Linked DNA regions of Mus musculus: regions 1, 2, 4 and 5 are each linked to region 3. A link is a contact called in public promoter capture Hi-C data. All regions are on one chromosome and are shown on one strand. The core of a region is the stretch at or near the end of the contact, and the rest is flanking DNA. Distances in the headings are between cores, read along the strand shown. Region 1 holds the start of Zfp790 (zinc finger protein 790). Region 2 holds the start of Zfp30 (zinc finger protein 30). Region 3 holds the start of Zfp60 (zinc finger protein 60). Region 4 holds the start of Zfp383 (zinc finger protein 383). Region 5 holds the start of Zfp146 (zinc finger protein 146).

Region 1 (2,935 bases), core at 224-2,723, 2.1 Mb before region 3:
GAATCTTTGAGTTCACTATGAGTATGTATTTAAATAGTAAGTCCTAGGCTAGTCAGGGCTACATAGAGAGGCCCTGTCTCAAAAACAGAAAGGGAATGGGGCAGGCTTATGGTACTGAGGTTTCTATTTAATTCAGATAAAGAAATGAGATGACATTTACCTTCTAAATCTGGCTGATCTGGACACACACCGTTGCGGCTGTGTCCACTGACTCTGGATGCTATGGACACACACCGCTGTGGCCGTGTCCACTGACTCTGGCTGATATAGACACACACCGCTGCGGCTGTGTCCACTGACTCTGGCTGATCTGGACACAAACCGCTGTGGCTGTGTCCACTGACTCTGGCTGATATGGACACACACCGCTGCGGCTGTGTCCACTGACTCTGGCTGATATGGACACACACCGCTGCGGCTGTGTCCACTGACTCTGGCTGATATGAACACACACCGCTGTGGCTGTGTCCACTGACTCTGGCTGATATGGACACACACCTCTATGGCTGTGTCCCACTGGCTCTTAAGTACTGTGTGCAGCTTGTTTTAATCATGGTGATGCTGCTCTCTGTAATAAACTTCCGTTTATCACCTTCTGGAGCAGGGCATGGTAGTTCACACCTGTTATCCCAGACCTTGAAAGTCAGGAGGACGGCCTCTGAAGGGTGACCAGGGCTAAACAGCAAGATCCTGTCTAAACAACAAACCAACAGAAACCACTTGACAAGAGGATCTGGAGTTCAGGTCAACCTTGGTTATAAAGAGAATTGCAAGCCAGCCTCAAAATCAAACCTTACCTGTGTCTCCTCAGGAACTCTCTAGAGAAGGGACGATGTCTGCTTGGGGTACCCTGAGCGTTAATAACGCCCCCCCCCAAAAAAAAACCACCCCGACTGACAAAACACTGTGTTAAAAATAAAAAGTCGGCTATATTGCCTGTAGATTGCCTACGCCGCACAATTAACTTACAGAAAAATAACAATGCTAATTAGTTATTATCAGCTATACATTTTCCCTCCCACAGACACTCCAGAAGACCGCACTTACTAATCGTAATTTGAAAAGAAAATGAGATTTAGGAAGCTTCCGCTATCTCTATAATCTCAGCCACTCCTGTACAGGGATCCATCCAGTCGAGACCCAATCCCCAAGAACCATTCGATCCGCATACAATGTCTCCTCCCCACAACAGCTCGCTCCACTCACAAAGCGCCACAGCTCGAGCCCAACTCTTGCTCACGCTCATTTTCCTTACCTCGCAGTTTCTCTGCCGTCCAACTCCTCCCAGATCCAGCCGCGCATGCAATCTAACCTCCCTATGCTTTCTCTCACACACGCTCAGGGCTGTCATTGCGTACTCTTGCACCTACAGGACGAGGCTTCCTCTTGGTCAGACTGCCAATGCTGGGTTGGTCTTAGCGCTGGGGTCCTACATTCCGGTCTGTGGCCCCAACTTCCAGCAGGAAGTCGAATTCGGAACAGCCTCCTTAGACAGATTTCCGCCTGGGGATTGGATGACTCAGCCTACTCGAGCCATGCGCCTCCGGTCACCAGCACGGCCTTGAACTACATTTCCCAGAATACCTCGGTTCCCTGGAAACTCGCAGTGCTGAGATAGTGCTGGGTCGAGGAGCCTGATCTAGGTCTATGAAGTCTTTCACCGCTGGGATTTCCTCACGATTCCGACGAATAGCCGAACACTTTGTATCTGTTGTTCAGGCCACAGCTTTCAGCCCCTGACATTTCCAGGCGTTGTATTTCCCTCTCCTGGGAGCCTTTTTTAAGGAGTGGGCAGGGTACTCCTGACAGGTTTGGGGAGAACTTTAGGGATAATGAGACGCCTTTGGTGCCAAGGGTTTGGATGCACCATCCTGTGCAGTGCAATGAAGCTGACTCCGGGAGATCCGGAGCTGTGTAGAATTGTTATCATGTGTCTGGGTGGTAGTCTAGGGGATATGGAGGCAGAGAGGATTCCTTGATTGGTGAGTATGATCGCATCCATTGTGTGTGTGGCTGGAGTCTGTGTGACCGTTTTGTGCCATGCTTTTTTTTTTTTTTTACCAGTGTGAGGTCCCTCGAGTGTGAGGTCCCTGGGCTTTTGTGTTTGTGAGCATTTGCCTAACTTTGGGAGCGTGTGAGGTGACCGACTGAGGTGTGACTGCTTCCCAGTGGACCTTTTCTAATTTCGGTAGAGGTAAGGTGAGGGTGGGGGCAACAGTGACTGTGATTGGCTCTCCCTGTTAAGGCTTCCGTGTGGGGTGGATTGTATTTTCGTTTGAGGCACCCATAGCTTTTGTGTCCCCGTGGTGTGGGATTAATTGGAGAGTCACTATAGGTGAGGCAACTTTGTACCTTTGTGACTCCAGCCAAGGGGACTTGTGTCACATCCTGGGGGTAGACTCTGTCCTTATCTACAGTCACCCTACTTTTGTCTGGTGTTTCCATTGCATAGGAAGCCCCTAGGCTTCTCTGATTTCTTGATAGGTGCTATGGCTGTTGGGCCAAAATGATCTCTGAAATGGTTGAATATGCATCTACAAGAGCCTAGTGTGTGTCACACTTTTTTTTTTTTTTAATTCCCGAGTTCTGTCCTGTAGCTTATGATTTCCTGACATCCCTTTACTTTTGTCAAGATGTGGCTTGTTTTCCTCCTGTTGAAAATTCTGGCCCATCCTGTGACTGCATTCCTGTAGTGTACCCTGAAGTGGAAGTTTAAGGAAATGTCAGGTGATGCAGACCCATGTGATATTTGGAGAGAGTATAAATAGGAGTCAACCCACAGTGACTAGTGTATAGCTAGCTTTGCATTGCTTTGCTGGTTTCAAGTCTTTGCTGATCTTTGCTTCATTGTACCGTATTAACTGCTCTTAAGTCCTTTATCATCCTCCATTTACCTGATTTCTTTTCTTTCACAACACAAAGGACAATTCCATGG
Region 2 (3,095 bases), core at 317-2,816, 2.1 Mb before region 3:
CTCACAGCCATCTATGCTGGGATCTGATGTTGCAGATCGAACACTCATATACATAAAATAAATAAATCTTAAATAAAAACAAAACAAAAAACCCGAAAAGTGTAGGGGCTTGAGGAAATGCCTCAGTGGTCCCTCCAGCCACCACCTCAATCATTTAAATACATGCTCGTCCTTGACCAATCACACATCAGACTTTAGCAGACATATTTCCGTATTAGAGAATCCTAAGAAAAACAGGACATCTAAATGTATAGCACGTGGGTGCTACATAACCATAGAACCGCAGGCGCTGCGCACTCAAAGAGGAATCCTGATTAAGTCTCTGCCCACTGAAAATGCAGGGAAATTCTCAGACCCAAAGCAATGAATAGTTCGCTTTTTTTTTTTTTTAAAGACAGGGTCTCAATGTAACCCAGGCTGGCCTTGAACACTTGGTCCTAGTGGAGTGGCAGTGACACCACTCACAGTTGAATAAAACATTTTCACAAACGTCTTTCAAAGGGAAGGAAATTAAAAAAATCCATACTCAAAACAACAACAACAACAACAGCAAAAACAAACAAACAAAAAACCAAAAACGAAAAACAAAAACTCAAGCATTTCACAGGAACACAGAAGTTCTAGAAACTCACACATAATCTCTGTTTTAAACAGAAGTAGTAGCTGCTGGCTTCTAGGGTCTCTTCTGAAGACTGGCAGACACTCCAGGCCTTGTTTCTTTTCTTTTCTCTTCTTTCCTTCTTCTTCTCTTTTCTTTTTCTCTCTTGCAACCCAACGTTAGGCAGTAGAGAATGACCTTGAGCGCCTACTCCCCCTGCCTCCACCTCCCAAATCCCGAGAAGTCAGGTGTATGCCACCACGTCCTCTGGCCTCACCCCTACGCTTTTCTGAAATTGATCAGAATCCCCTTCCAAGCTTCAGGGCTCCAGGCTGACCCCATCCGTATGATCCCAGCAAGCGAGATAGACTACAGCAGCCCACAGTCACCCGTGCCCGAGTTTGCTGCTTCGGCCACTCTGCTTCACCAGTTACCAGTCCGGGGCTGCCCAGCCTTAGGTCCGAGGTGTCCCCCGGTTCTCTGCTCCCCAGGCCCGCCGGGAATCTAAGGTTCTGCACAGGGTATCTCCACCGTGCAAGTCGCGGCCCCCGCCTTCCCTCTCGGTCCTTGTCCACAGCCAGGCCGGGGTTTAGGTGCAGCGCGTCAGCACGGCAGCTGTACCCACGAACGGGCCACCTGAGTCCCAGGGGTCCTCAGAGCGGGTCCCCGGAGAAGAGCGTAGGCCGCACGAGACCGGGGACCACCCAGCTGACGGGTATCCCGGGAGGGTGGGTTGCCAGCGCGGTCAGCGCTGCAGCGGCGGCACCAAAGTGCTACGGACGGGACCGTGGTACTGAAGGCTCTGGGACATCAGATCTCAAGCCTGAGAGTCCGACTGCCACTAGCTTCTTTGACTAGGTTCTGGGCTTCCAGCCCCGCGGAGGCTGCGAGCCAGGCCCCTAGCTCTTGGTCAGGGGAAGGGGGTTGGAGGTGGGGCTGTGTGTGTCTCTTTCTCGCTGCTTCAATGCGCATGCGCACAAGGGAGCCGCAGGGAGGCGGGGAGCCTTCGGTAGCATCTTGTGCAGGCCTGGACAGAGGGAGTTTGGTTCCAGGATCCAGGATTGGGCAGAAATGGCCAAGTCTTTAGGCCTACAGCAGTAGCTCTGGCGTTGAACAAACTAACCCCCAGATGCTTTGAGGTCCAGCGTGGAGCGTTGGCTGAACCACTTATACTAGTTTGGGCATCTATTGTTTGTTTTTAAAGCTGTGGTCTCTCTAAATGACCCTGGTTTTCTCTGTGGACACCAGGCTGACTTTGAAATTGAAGTGATTCTCCAGTAAGCTTCCTGAATGTGGACATTAACGGCACACACCACCACACCCCCGCCCTCTACCTGAGTTTTTTCTTTTTCTTTTCTTTTTTTTTTTAACCAGTTTTTCTTTCTTCTTAAATCTCTATTTGAGACAAACTCTCTCTATGCAGCCCTTGCTAGCCTGGAATCTGTGTAGACCAGGCTAGCCTGGAACTCTGAGATCCACCTGCCTTTGTTTCCGTGGTGCTGGAATTAAAGGTGTGCACCACCACTTCGGACGTGGTTTTCTTTTAACAAAGCAGGCTTGAGTTTTTGTTGTGGCTGTTGTTTTGTGGGTTTTTTGTTTGTTTGTTTGTTTTGTTTTGTTGTTGGTTTTTTTTTTTTGTTTTTTCGAGACAGGGTTTCTCTGTATAGTCCTGGCTGTCCTGGAACTCTGTAGACCAGGCTGACCTCAAACTCAGAAATCCACCTGCCTCTGCCTCCCAAGTGCTGGGATTAAAGGCATGCGCTACCACCACCCGGCTTTTTATTTTATTTTATTATTTTAGGCTTGGGGTTTTAGGCTTTAGCATGAGGAGAGGGGCTCCGAATGACGGCACCTGAAATCGCAGTATGGGCTTCTCTGAAAGAATAATCGATTGGGTTTTCATGTTATTCTTATGTTCTTGTGGTGGTTTGAATAGGTATGGCCCCATAGATTCATGCATTTGTATGCTTGCCCATGCCAAGTAGTGATTTTATGTGTGGCCTTATTGGAGGAAGTGTATCATCACCGTAGAGGCGGGGCTTTGAGGTCACATATGCCCAAGGTACACCACATCTGCCTGCAAGCCTCCACCTTTCCCGCAGGACGATGGTGGACTGAACCTCTGCAAGCCAGCCCCTATTAAATGTTTTCCTTTATAAAAGTTGCCCTGGTCATGGTGTCCCTTCACGGCAATAAAACCCTAAGAGAGTTATGTTAGAAAGAGCTTTCCTTTAGCCCGTTTAATTTAGTCTCAACAGCACATATGCATAGATTCTTAATGAGTTATAGTTAATTTAATTCTTTTTGATGCCTATTTTTTTCCCAAGATTTGGTTTGTGGGGGCCCCTTTAGCCTGACATTGGTGGGCTGTTTATTTGAACGACAGCCCAGGCTGGCCTGGGACTTGTGATTCTGCTGAATCAGCTTCTCCATTCAGCTGGAATTACAGGTATTAGGCACCACCCTGGGTTATTGGGTAGCTTGTCTTCTGATAGGT
Region 3 (3,146 bases), core at 117-2,616:
GCTCTATGGTATATTCACCTTCCTTGTTTTTGAAATAGGTTCTCACTGTGTAGGCCAGCTGGCCTGAAACGTGTTATGGGGATCAAGCTGCTACAGAATTCACATTGCCCTTCCTGCTTCTTTCTGCCTCGTTGTACCCCACAAAGCCTAGCTTTTCTGTTTGAGTGGCTTTCTTAAACATCCACCAGCAATCGCATTGTTTCTCACACTCCCTTGTCCTGCAGAACACTGAGTGGAATGAACCCAAGATGGCCTCACAGAGCAACAACTAAAGCACACCAGGCCCTTAGGATATGGCGGCACTGCACTAACAGGCTTCACCACAGGCATCCTAAGGTTCCTGACAGGCCTGGAGAGCCTGAGGGGACAGAACCAAGACTCCAACCCAGATGGAGGGGAGGGGAGGGGAGGGGGAGAGAGCCTACCACTTTCCCAATCTCAAAATCTACTAGAAAACAAAAACCTCCACTCTTCCGCTGCTTTGAAATGAAGACCTGTAAGAAGATCTAAGGCCATCTGACGTGTGACACCATCCAAATAGAAATCGATTTAGCACATCGGAGTTTGAAAGCCCTTTTGTTAACCTCTGTCGGTTCCTATCTATAACATGGTCGGTGAGGTGGGGGGAGTGATTGTAGACAGAAGATGTCAAGGGTCATTGAAACGATAATGTGAATACTAACTGGAAAGGGGAGGGACAATGTAAGGGACACAATGATGGCGGTATCAATTTACACGTTCCTTCTTCATTTACTGACAATTCCATATTCTAAACATAAAACCCTCATTTCTCGCACAGAGAGAAAGCGCAAACTCGCCCTTGAGCCTTCGGTGGGTAGCAACAACGATCTCACGCTCCTCCAGCCCTCCTTTTGAATAATGGCCTGCGCAGGGAGCCTGAGTAAGCCTAGATTACATCTGAGTAAGCCTAGATTACATTTGAGAGCATCCCCAGTGAGCATTTCCCCTCTCTTCCCTCGACACTCACACGGCTAGAGCTCTGAGAAAAGGCCAGTAGGCCACCCTCGGAGGCACTTTCGGCCTCAAATGCTCGTCACAAAGCTCAATCTGAACCACAGGGAAAGCTTCCCTTCAGACTCCGCCCCTCACCTCTCCTCAGTGAAGCTTGGTCCTCTGCTGGTGGCCGCGAGAGAAAGCGACAAGCACGGTGATAATGCAAATAGCTCAAGGTGCGTACGCAGAGACGCGCGCGCGCACACACAGCACCGTCCCTAAACACTCACACACGCATCAACATCCATCCACCCCACCGTCCACACCCACACCCGGACTCCCGGCCTTACTCTGCAGAGACCGAAGACACAAAGCAATTCCCTACTCAGACCAGAAAGACCCGACCGTCCGCTATAGCGCCGCCAGGGCACCGGAAGTTGCTTTACTTCCGCCGCGGTAGCCCCTGGGAAATGTAGTGCCGAGTGCTCAACTCGATGAAGCCTAGCGGTCTGTAGTTCAGAGAGATCACTGCACACAACTTAGGCCAGGCCATCTGAGAGCTATGCCAGTGGTTTGTGGGAGACGTCGTGTTCTGTCTCCCAGACCCCCCACCCCACCCCCGGACAGAATAGGAAGCGTGATCAAATCCGGATATAACTGGCGTGGTTACACTTTGCACCAAGAGGGATTCCACCTGCTGTGCTCTAGTAGGGACTATGGTAGATTGGAAGACACTGAACTAAAGAATTGGTTGGTTTTAAACGTGGTAGTTTATATCAGCGATTTCAGACAGCCAGATGTTCAGAGAGTCAGTGTCCCTGTTATCTAGATAGGAAAACGTGAGTGAGGACTAGTTGGATAAATATCAACAGAACTGCGCCCATTTTGAAAGGTGAATGACTAGCATGTGGAAGTATCTAAACAACCACCGACGTATGTAAACAACCACCGACGTATGCCTTGTTTATGTAGGGAAAACGTACTTAGTGTAACATGACATTGAAAGATCCTGACAGAATGTAAAAGGTCACACAAGCCCTGAAATTGGCAAGATAGATGTCACTGTTAGCAGAACTAGCTTCACTGATTTAGAAAAATAGAGGTGCACAATGCTCTGGCCACTCCTTGAACCCGTGTGTCTGCCAATGTTTTGACCGTTCCTTGAACCCATGTGTGTGCCCACTGATGAAGCCCATTGCCAGGTGTTTGTGATATTGGTTGCTGAAAAAGAGTCAGAAAATCTCCCCAGCAACAACAGCCCGGCCAATCTAGAGTTCCTACACCTGCACCAGACTCTTCCCTTGGACCCCTCCCATACCCATTTCTTGAGAATAAACATTGTTTAGATCTGGAAATCCCCTACTTCCCCCTTCTCCTTCCCCCCCTGAGGGCCTATAAAAACTGGGACCTCTTTCCCCTTGGGGTCGACTCCTCTACCCCTGCGTGGGATATGAGTCGTCCCCAGAGCTCTGGCTTTCCCCGAATAAAGCCTCATGTGGTTTGCATCAAGCTTGGTCTCTTGTGAGTTCTTGGGTGTCCGCTATTGTCCTGAGGCCTGAGCAAGGGGCTCCTCTCGGAGTCTTTCAACATGAGCTTTCAAAACCACATTTATTTATTATTTATATTTACACATATTTTTCCAGAACATGAGAGAAAACTAGTGTCAAGGTTAATGATAATCCTATTAGGACCACTAAACATATTAGACGCTTTGTAAATGATCTAAACGCCTACAGTATAGACAGATTAGATTTGAAATAAGTCAGTCTCAACCAGATGTTAACTACAGAAAATACGTTGATAAATACTCTAGCTGATTAAAAGTGACCATCCTCAGGCGGGCAGTGGTGGCACATGCCTTTAATACCAGATTTCTAAGAGTTCAAGGCCAGCCTGGTCTACAGAACCAGCAGTCTCTACACGAAGAAACCTTGTAACAAAAGACAAACAAAACAAAGTGACCATCCTCACAATAGTCAAAAGAAGAATTAGATTGATTTTAAAGTTGAGGCAGATTGGGGGACAAAGAACATTGCCATTGATGACAAAGTAGCAATTCATCAAATGAAGTTCAGTTTGTTTTGTTTTGTTTTGTTTTGTTTTCAAGACAGTTTCTCTGTGTAACAGCTCTGGCCATCCAGGAACTCACTTTGTAGACCACATTGGTTCATAATGGTTTGTGTGGCAAACCA
Region 4 (3,010 bases), core at 22-2,521, 2.2 Mb before region 3:
TAAAACCACAGTGCTACAAACGGGCACAACAGGAGACTCACGGCGGAGTCACACAACAGTTATAATCACTTCCAGTTGCCCTCATGAAATTTTACACAATCAATACACAATACACATTCAACAGAACATAACAGCCCCTAAGACACACATACTGTCAGCTTGACAATTACATGCCATCTTCCAATTGTAGTGAGAATTCTGGAATTTTGGTTTCATTAAAAACCACAGGAATAATAAAAAAAAATTGAAAAAAAAACCCACAGAAATATTCTGAGAGTATGTCTCTGCTTTAATTCCAGGTGCGTGTGGGGTGCGTGTGGGAATATGGGGCTACCTCAAAGCAGCTCATTTACCTGTGCTCTAGCATAGGTATGGGTTTGCCAGTGGCAGATAGTTTCTGCAACTGTGTGGCATTTGAAATTTTGAGGACTTTTCAGAGGATACATAAATGCTAGGGTCCAGACAAGCAGGATTGGATTGGTGGTTGTTCAGGGAGTATGGTAAGGTTTGTTAGCAGTCATGATCAAAGAAGAAACAAATTAGAGTCAAGGATCTCTCTCTCTTTTTCTCTCTCTCCCCCATCTATTTTTCTTTCGCTCCTATCTAGCAGGAGGGTGGTGTTGTGTGTGTGTGTGTGGGGGGGGGGGGGGGGTATAAAGGGTCGGTGAATAAAGGAACCCACAAAGTAACAAAGATCAGCTACATCCAACCATGCTCATGGTATCACATAAAGTTACATAATCACACTCAAACATCCTCACAGTCACAGGTACCCAATACACATAGTATACAAACATACAGACAGTCCCCCTCTGATTAACACTCTTGGAAGCATAATTACTGGCTATCTGATATATCCCTCATACACAGGTGCTATACCGTTACACACAATAGGTCCAAACACATTGGGACACAATCACACACACTGCCACAAAGTTATTAATCACATATAATAAAGAAAACGTGCATACGTACACACACAGCTCTGCGCATGTTCACAGGTCATTGACACACCCACCAAAGAATCCTAAAAATCACAGCCACGCACTCACTGCGTCCTAGAGTCACTTAAGGTCACACTTAAACAGAGCCAAAGCCTCACTGCTGCTCATCCTGCTAGACCAGCTCCCACTGACCTGACATCTCAGATACTGACTGGTATTTCCCTTCAGACCCCAGGGCCGCAGCTTTGGAGCCTTAACAAGGGCCTATAGGCCGCTCGCCGTACACTTTCCCGTCCCCGGACGACGAGGGTCCCGCAGGCAAAAGAAGGGGCTGCCTAGCACTCGCGAACGCTTCTGGGAAATGTAGTCCGCGATTGGAACTGGCGGGGAAGATGGCATCCATTCTCGGATTTCCCGCCAGAGCACGGCCTGAGGCAGGCCGAGGAGCTCGTTCCGCATTTTCAATTTTGTGCGTGAAATTCCTAGACAGATATACAAACTCGGACAGAAACTCTTACAATGCATTGAGCCCCTTCCATGATAGGGGGCCAATCTCAGAGAATCACTGTATGTTTTTGGAGTAGGTTTGCACCGGAAGTTGTGTAGAGTCGCGTGTATTTCTGGGAAATGTAGTCTAAAAAAGGAACTGCGTGGCACTGGTCTCCTGGAACAAAGTTGTTGAAATGATTTCTGAGATACCACACCCTGAGTCTGGACATTTCTGGGCCTTGTAACTCACTGTAGGAATTTTCAGGATGACGACAGATTCTCCGTTTTACCCTTTTCTGTTGGCGAGGCTCAGCATAGGATTTATATGATCCATTTAGGTGGCATATAAAAAAAAAGAATGAATATTAGTTATTAAAATCTATCAGATTTAGGAAGAATTGTAAACGAGTGGTTGTTCCCGAATAGGTATAGGGTTCTGTTATAACGTAGTGAAAAAAATTCTCTTCGAATTTTTATTTATTTTGAGTCTGGGTCTCACTCTAGGCGGACTTGCAAGTCACTATGCAGACTTGGTTTGCACTAAACTCACGTAGATCAGTCTGTCTCTGTCTCACAAATGCTTGGACCAAAGGCAAGCTTCATCATACACTGGGTACACCGTTTTACTTTGGTGTTTATGGGACTCATTTCTATATAAATATTTCCTTTCTTAGCTGCACAATATTCTATTTTATGAGTTATGTGTATGAGTTTGTATATCTAGTCACACGTTTGTGGTTGTTACAGTAATCTCTAAATTAGTTGATTTTAATAAAGGAAATAGAAGCGTTTGTTTACAATTCTTCTCGCTCTCTCTCTGTCTTTTGAGACAGAGTGTAGCCCTTGGCTGTCCTGGAACTCACTCTGTGGACCAGGCTGGCCTCGAACTCAGAAATCTCTGCCTGCCTCTACCTCCCTAGTGCTGGGATTAAAGGAGTGTGCCACCATCGCTGGCTTGTTTTTCCTGTATTTGCCTGTAAAGGTCAGAAAGGGATGTTACATCACCTAGGGTTACAGACAGATTTGTGAGCTGGGAACAGAACTCCGGTCCTAGGCAGAGCAGTATAAGCAAGCATTGTTTGTTTGTTTGGTTTGGTTTTTTGAGACAGGGTTTCTCTTTATAGCCCTGGGTGTCCTAGAACTCACTTTGTAGACCAGGCTGGCCTCGAACTCAGAAATCCACCTGTCTCTGCCTCCCGAGTGTTGGGATTAAAGGCGTGCACCAGCACGCCCGGCCCTATTTCAGCTTGTAATGTCAGTCTTTTGAGCTTAATTAGATATTTAGAGGGTGAGCCATGGTATTAAATTAAGGCTTCATTTACACACTAAGGAGATTGCTATCCATTAATTATATTTTAATTTTACGTGCTTTTAATCACATGTTGGTGCCATCACGCCTAGCATTAAACTATTCTTTTTCTTACAGCTGCCTACTAGTTTACTTGAGGTGGTTAGAGTGGAGAATAACGGAAACGGATGGGCTTCACCCATGCATTCTTCTCTGTCCTTCCGACACCCTGACGTGAAGGGAGCTTCACGGCGGTATCTTCCAAGGGATTTATCCCAGATTCTACTTT
Region 5 (3,099 bases), core at 570-3,069, 2.4 Mb before region 3:
TCTATCCTGGTGTTCAGGGGATGGAGGTCAGACATGGCTGGGCACTCAGTCCAAACTCAGTGTCACCTTGTAAAACTGAGGTCACTATTGTCCAGGGCCAGAATCTGCCCAAACTTTACGGCACCTGCTGGGGCCAAAACAGTAGTCACAGACCCACTACATTTGGCTGCTGCAAGATATGTCACATGAAAACATCCACACACCAACTCTTCACTTTCTAAGAAACAAATTTTTAATAATTTATTTTATTTTTATTGTATGTACATTGGTGTTTTGCCTGCATGTATGCTTGTATGAGGGAGTCGGATCCCCTGGAACAAGAGTTACAGACAGCTGTGAGCTGCCACATGGGTGCTGAAACCTGGTCCTCTGGAAGTCCAGCCAGTCCTCTTAACCACTGAGTCATCTCTCCAGCCCTAGAAATAATTTTTTTAACTTTGTGTGTGTGCACATATTCAGGTATGTGTGTGCAATGCCATTTTTGTGGAGGGCAGAGTAGAGTCTTGGGTGTTGGTTCTAGCCTTCTACCTTGTAGTCTGATCACTGCTACACACTCCCAGCTAGTTCATCTGAGAGGTTTTGGAAATGCTTGTCTCTGAATTCTGTAGGAGCTTGGATTACAGGATAATTACAAACACAGTATGACAACTGACTTGTGCCACAAGAACTTTACCCACCTAGGCATCCCAGTCAGTTTGCTTGCCACTGTGGTACAATCACTTCCCTAACATCCCTAAAGGTCCTCCTTACATAGTCACAATCACACATGGTGGCACGCAGAAGGCACAGTACTCTGCATCATCCAGCCATAACTGAACATTCACTCAGGGGCCAGTCACTCTTTAGCAAAGATAGTCCACACCCGCATACACACAGTATTACACACTGTCACAAAGTCCTCCTCCTTCTTTCTCCCTTCTCTCCAAGAACACAAGGATACTCACGCACTGCCGACGCAGAGCCACGGACACAGAACACTGCACACAGTACTACACAAGGTCACTTAACCCAGAGATACACAGTCACAGCTACAACTATATCCACACAACCCCAGGAATAAAGGTTATCGAGCACACAACACACTACAGGACCACGGGATACCACTTCCACAACCACAAGATCCCGGAACACATAACATCACATATGTTTGCACAGCAACAATCAGATATACACCTTGGAGACAGGTGATTACAACAGCACACTACTTGTAAGCACTGACAACCGGTCACCACCACAATCAAAACCACAATTAGAATCCCGCAGCCCAGTCCTGCTTCAGCGTGCACAACCCCGTTCAGGACACGCCTGTTCCCCACCCCCGTTCAGTACTCCCCAGACCATTTACCTTGGGTCTCAGTAGAAGGCGCGCGCATCCTGCTTCAGCCAAAGGTAAAGGTTTCATCAAAGTTGAGCTACAATGTCAGCTCGCTATGGACTCTGGGAAACGTAGTCCATAGCCACATCAGCCCCGGACAAAGATGGTGTCCTTTCACCTTGGGGTCTGGGCTCAGTGTATTATTGAGACGCCGCCCGTGAAGTACCAAAGAGGAAGTCCCCACTCCAAACATCTTACCAGGCGTGAGCTTATTTGGGTCCAAGTGACAACAATCTACTCTAAGAAACCCCAAATCACAAGAGGCGGCCAGGTTTGTGCGTGGGAGACGGATAAGCAACCCGCAGTGCCTTGTGGGAAGTGTAGTCCAAAGTCGTAAAAGCAGTATTGCTGATAATAGACAACAGCCTGGCTAGGCTTCAGTGAACAAGCCCTGAGATGTCGCGGAGACTTCTGGGAGTGCTCACTCACTCCCTGAGTGCGCAGACGCAGGGGCAGCGAGTGGACATTTTGGTCTTTGTCCGCGGGTCAGCACGGCCGTCGTGTCCACGTGGCGCCAAAGTAGGAGGTGGGATCTGGGCGTCCTGGGTCGGTGGGTTCGGGAGGTTGGAGGGCAGTGTTTCCGATCTTTGGAGGTGTAGCGCGGGGTTCAGGGAGTGGGCTGAAGAGCATTGGATCTTGGTGAAGGCGGAGGTGGGGGCCTCTGAGGAAAGCTTGAGCGTTTGAGACCGAATTTGACTGCAAAGTTTGACCCACTATTTGGAATGATTGAGTGGGTGTGGAGCTGGGTGTAGGATTGTGGGTGGCTATGCTTCACGAGGCAATGAGGAGACCCATGTTGAAGTATCACGTCTGCGCGGTAGTTCCCGAGTCGAAAGTGCTGATAATTATAACGGGGCCATCTTCCCGAAGAGCATCCGTTTTATTTGATTACTTGAAAGGTGGGATGAAGCTAAGGGTTAAATACTTTTAAAACTGTATTTATTGATGGTGAGTTTTATACGCAAATGCATTTCGTGATATGTGCAGAAAGCCTTAGTAAACATGTTTAGATTTTAAAAGACGATCTGTGTACTAAAACGCGGTTGTTTATGAATGGAGGTAGAATACAGATTACTCTGTCATGCTTAATTAAGGAAACATTTGGTTTGGAATTGTTTGTCCCGGGGGTGCCAGCCATAGACTTCATTTCTGATTTTTGAGGTACTTTAATAGAGCTGTTAGGCAAATTCGAGTTTCGGTTTGAAGAGCGTCATTTCACTAAAAACCCAGGATTAAGGGGTCTAATTTAGATTTAGGTTAGGCACAGTTCCTCATTTAAAGCATATATATATATATATATATATATATACATTTATTTGTGTGGGCATGCTTGCCACAGTCGGTTCTGTCCTCCATCATGTGGGTTTAGGGTCGGAATCCAGGTTGTCAGCCTTGGAAGCAAAGCGCCTTTGCACACCCCCCCCCCCAAGCTCTCTCACTGGTCCATGTTTTTAGTTTTTTGAAAAAAACTTAGTGATTACTGTGCTATATCGTAGATGTCATAACTCCTTCACGAGTACAGTTCTGTGAATTGTGTAGCACATGTGAAAAACTACTTCTCCCTGCTGTGGCAGTCATTAAAGACATCCGCAGCTTTGGCTTTTCTCCTAATGGTAAAAGTTAAGCAGTACCTGATTAAGATTTGCAAGTGGGTAGCTTTCAAATTTATGAATAGCTGCCACTAGTTGATACATTGTAAAAACAAAAAACAAAAAAACGAAACA

Evidence for each region. Promoter capture Hi-C pulls out the DNA fragments that hold promoters and counts their contacts.
Region 1: a promoter capture Hi-C map of liver shows a contact between it and region 3, with 4 times the contacts expected there. The contact joins the promoter of Zfp790 here to the promoter of Zfp60 in region 3. A contact is called at or near these places in 5 of 39 promoter capture datasets (the C10 cell line, hippocampal neurons, liver and 1 more) and 2 of 9 other capture datasets (adipose tissue and liver).
Region 2: a promoter capture Hi-C map of hippocampal neurons shows a contact between it and region 3, with 4 times the contacts expected there. The contact joins the promoter of Zfp30 here to the promoter of Zfp60 in region 3. A contact is called at or near these places in 4 of 39 promoter capture datasets (the C10 cell line, hippocampal neurons, liver and 1 more) and 1 of 115 datasets of contacts at active chromatin or transcription factors (embryonic forebrain).
Region 4: a contact with region 3 is called in a promoter capture Hi-C map of liver, with 10 times the contacts expected there. The contact joins the promoter of Zfp383 here to the promoter of Zfp60 in region 3. A contact is called at or near these places in 4 of 39 promoter capture datasets (hippocampal neurons, liver and pre-B cells) and 2 of 9 other capture datasets (adipose tissue and liver).
Region 5: a contact with region 3 is called in a promoter capture Hi-C map of liver, with 6 times the contacts expected there. The contact joins the promoter of Zfp146 here to the promoter of Zfp60 in region 3. A contact is called at or near these places in 5 of 39 promoter capture datasets (the C10 cell line, hippocampal neurons, liver and 1 more), 1 of 115 datasets of contacts at active chromatin or transcription factors (embryonic forebrain) and 1 of 9 other capture datasets (adipose tissue).

What each region holds. Positions count from the first base shown.
Region 1 is chr7:29,814,610-29,817,544 of GRCm38.p6, reverse strand. Zfp790 (zinc finger protein 790) reads right to left here and starts at 1,473. Exons shown (of 5, transcript NM_146185.2): 1 at 1,256-1,473.
Region 2 is chr7:29,782,439-29,785,533 of GRCm38.p6, reverse strand. It overlaps Zfp30 (zinc finger protein 30), which reads right to left and starts at 1,566. Exons shown (of 5, transcript NM_001360208.1): 1 at 633-1,566.
Region 3 is chr7:27,729,629-27,732,774 of GRCm38.p6, reverse strand. Zfp60 (zinc finger protein 60) reads right to left here and starts at 1,366. Exons shown (of 5, transcript NM_029531.2): 1 at 1,305-1,366.
Region 4 is chr7:29,906,778-29,909,787 of GRCm38.p6, reverse strand. Zfp383 (zinc finger protein 383) reads right to left here and starts at 1,271. Exons shown (of 5, transcript NM_001243908.1): 1 at 1,137-1,271. The coding sequence starts at 1,143.
Region 5 is chr7:30,168,461-30,171,559 of GRCm38.p6, reverse strand. It overlaps Zfp146 (zinc finger protein 146), which reads left to right and starts at 1,819. Exons shown (of 2, transcript NM_011980.4): 1 at 1,819-1,901. It overlaps Gm5113 (predicted gene 5113), which reads right to left and starts at 1,685. Exons shown (of 3, transcript NR_157376.1): 1 at 1,346-1,685.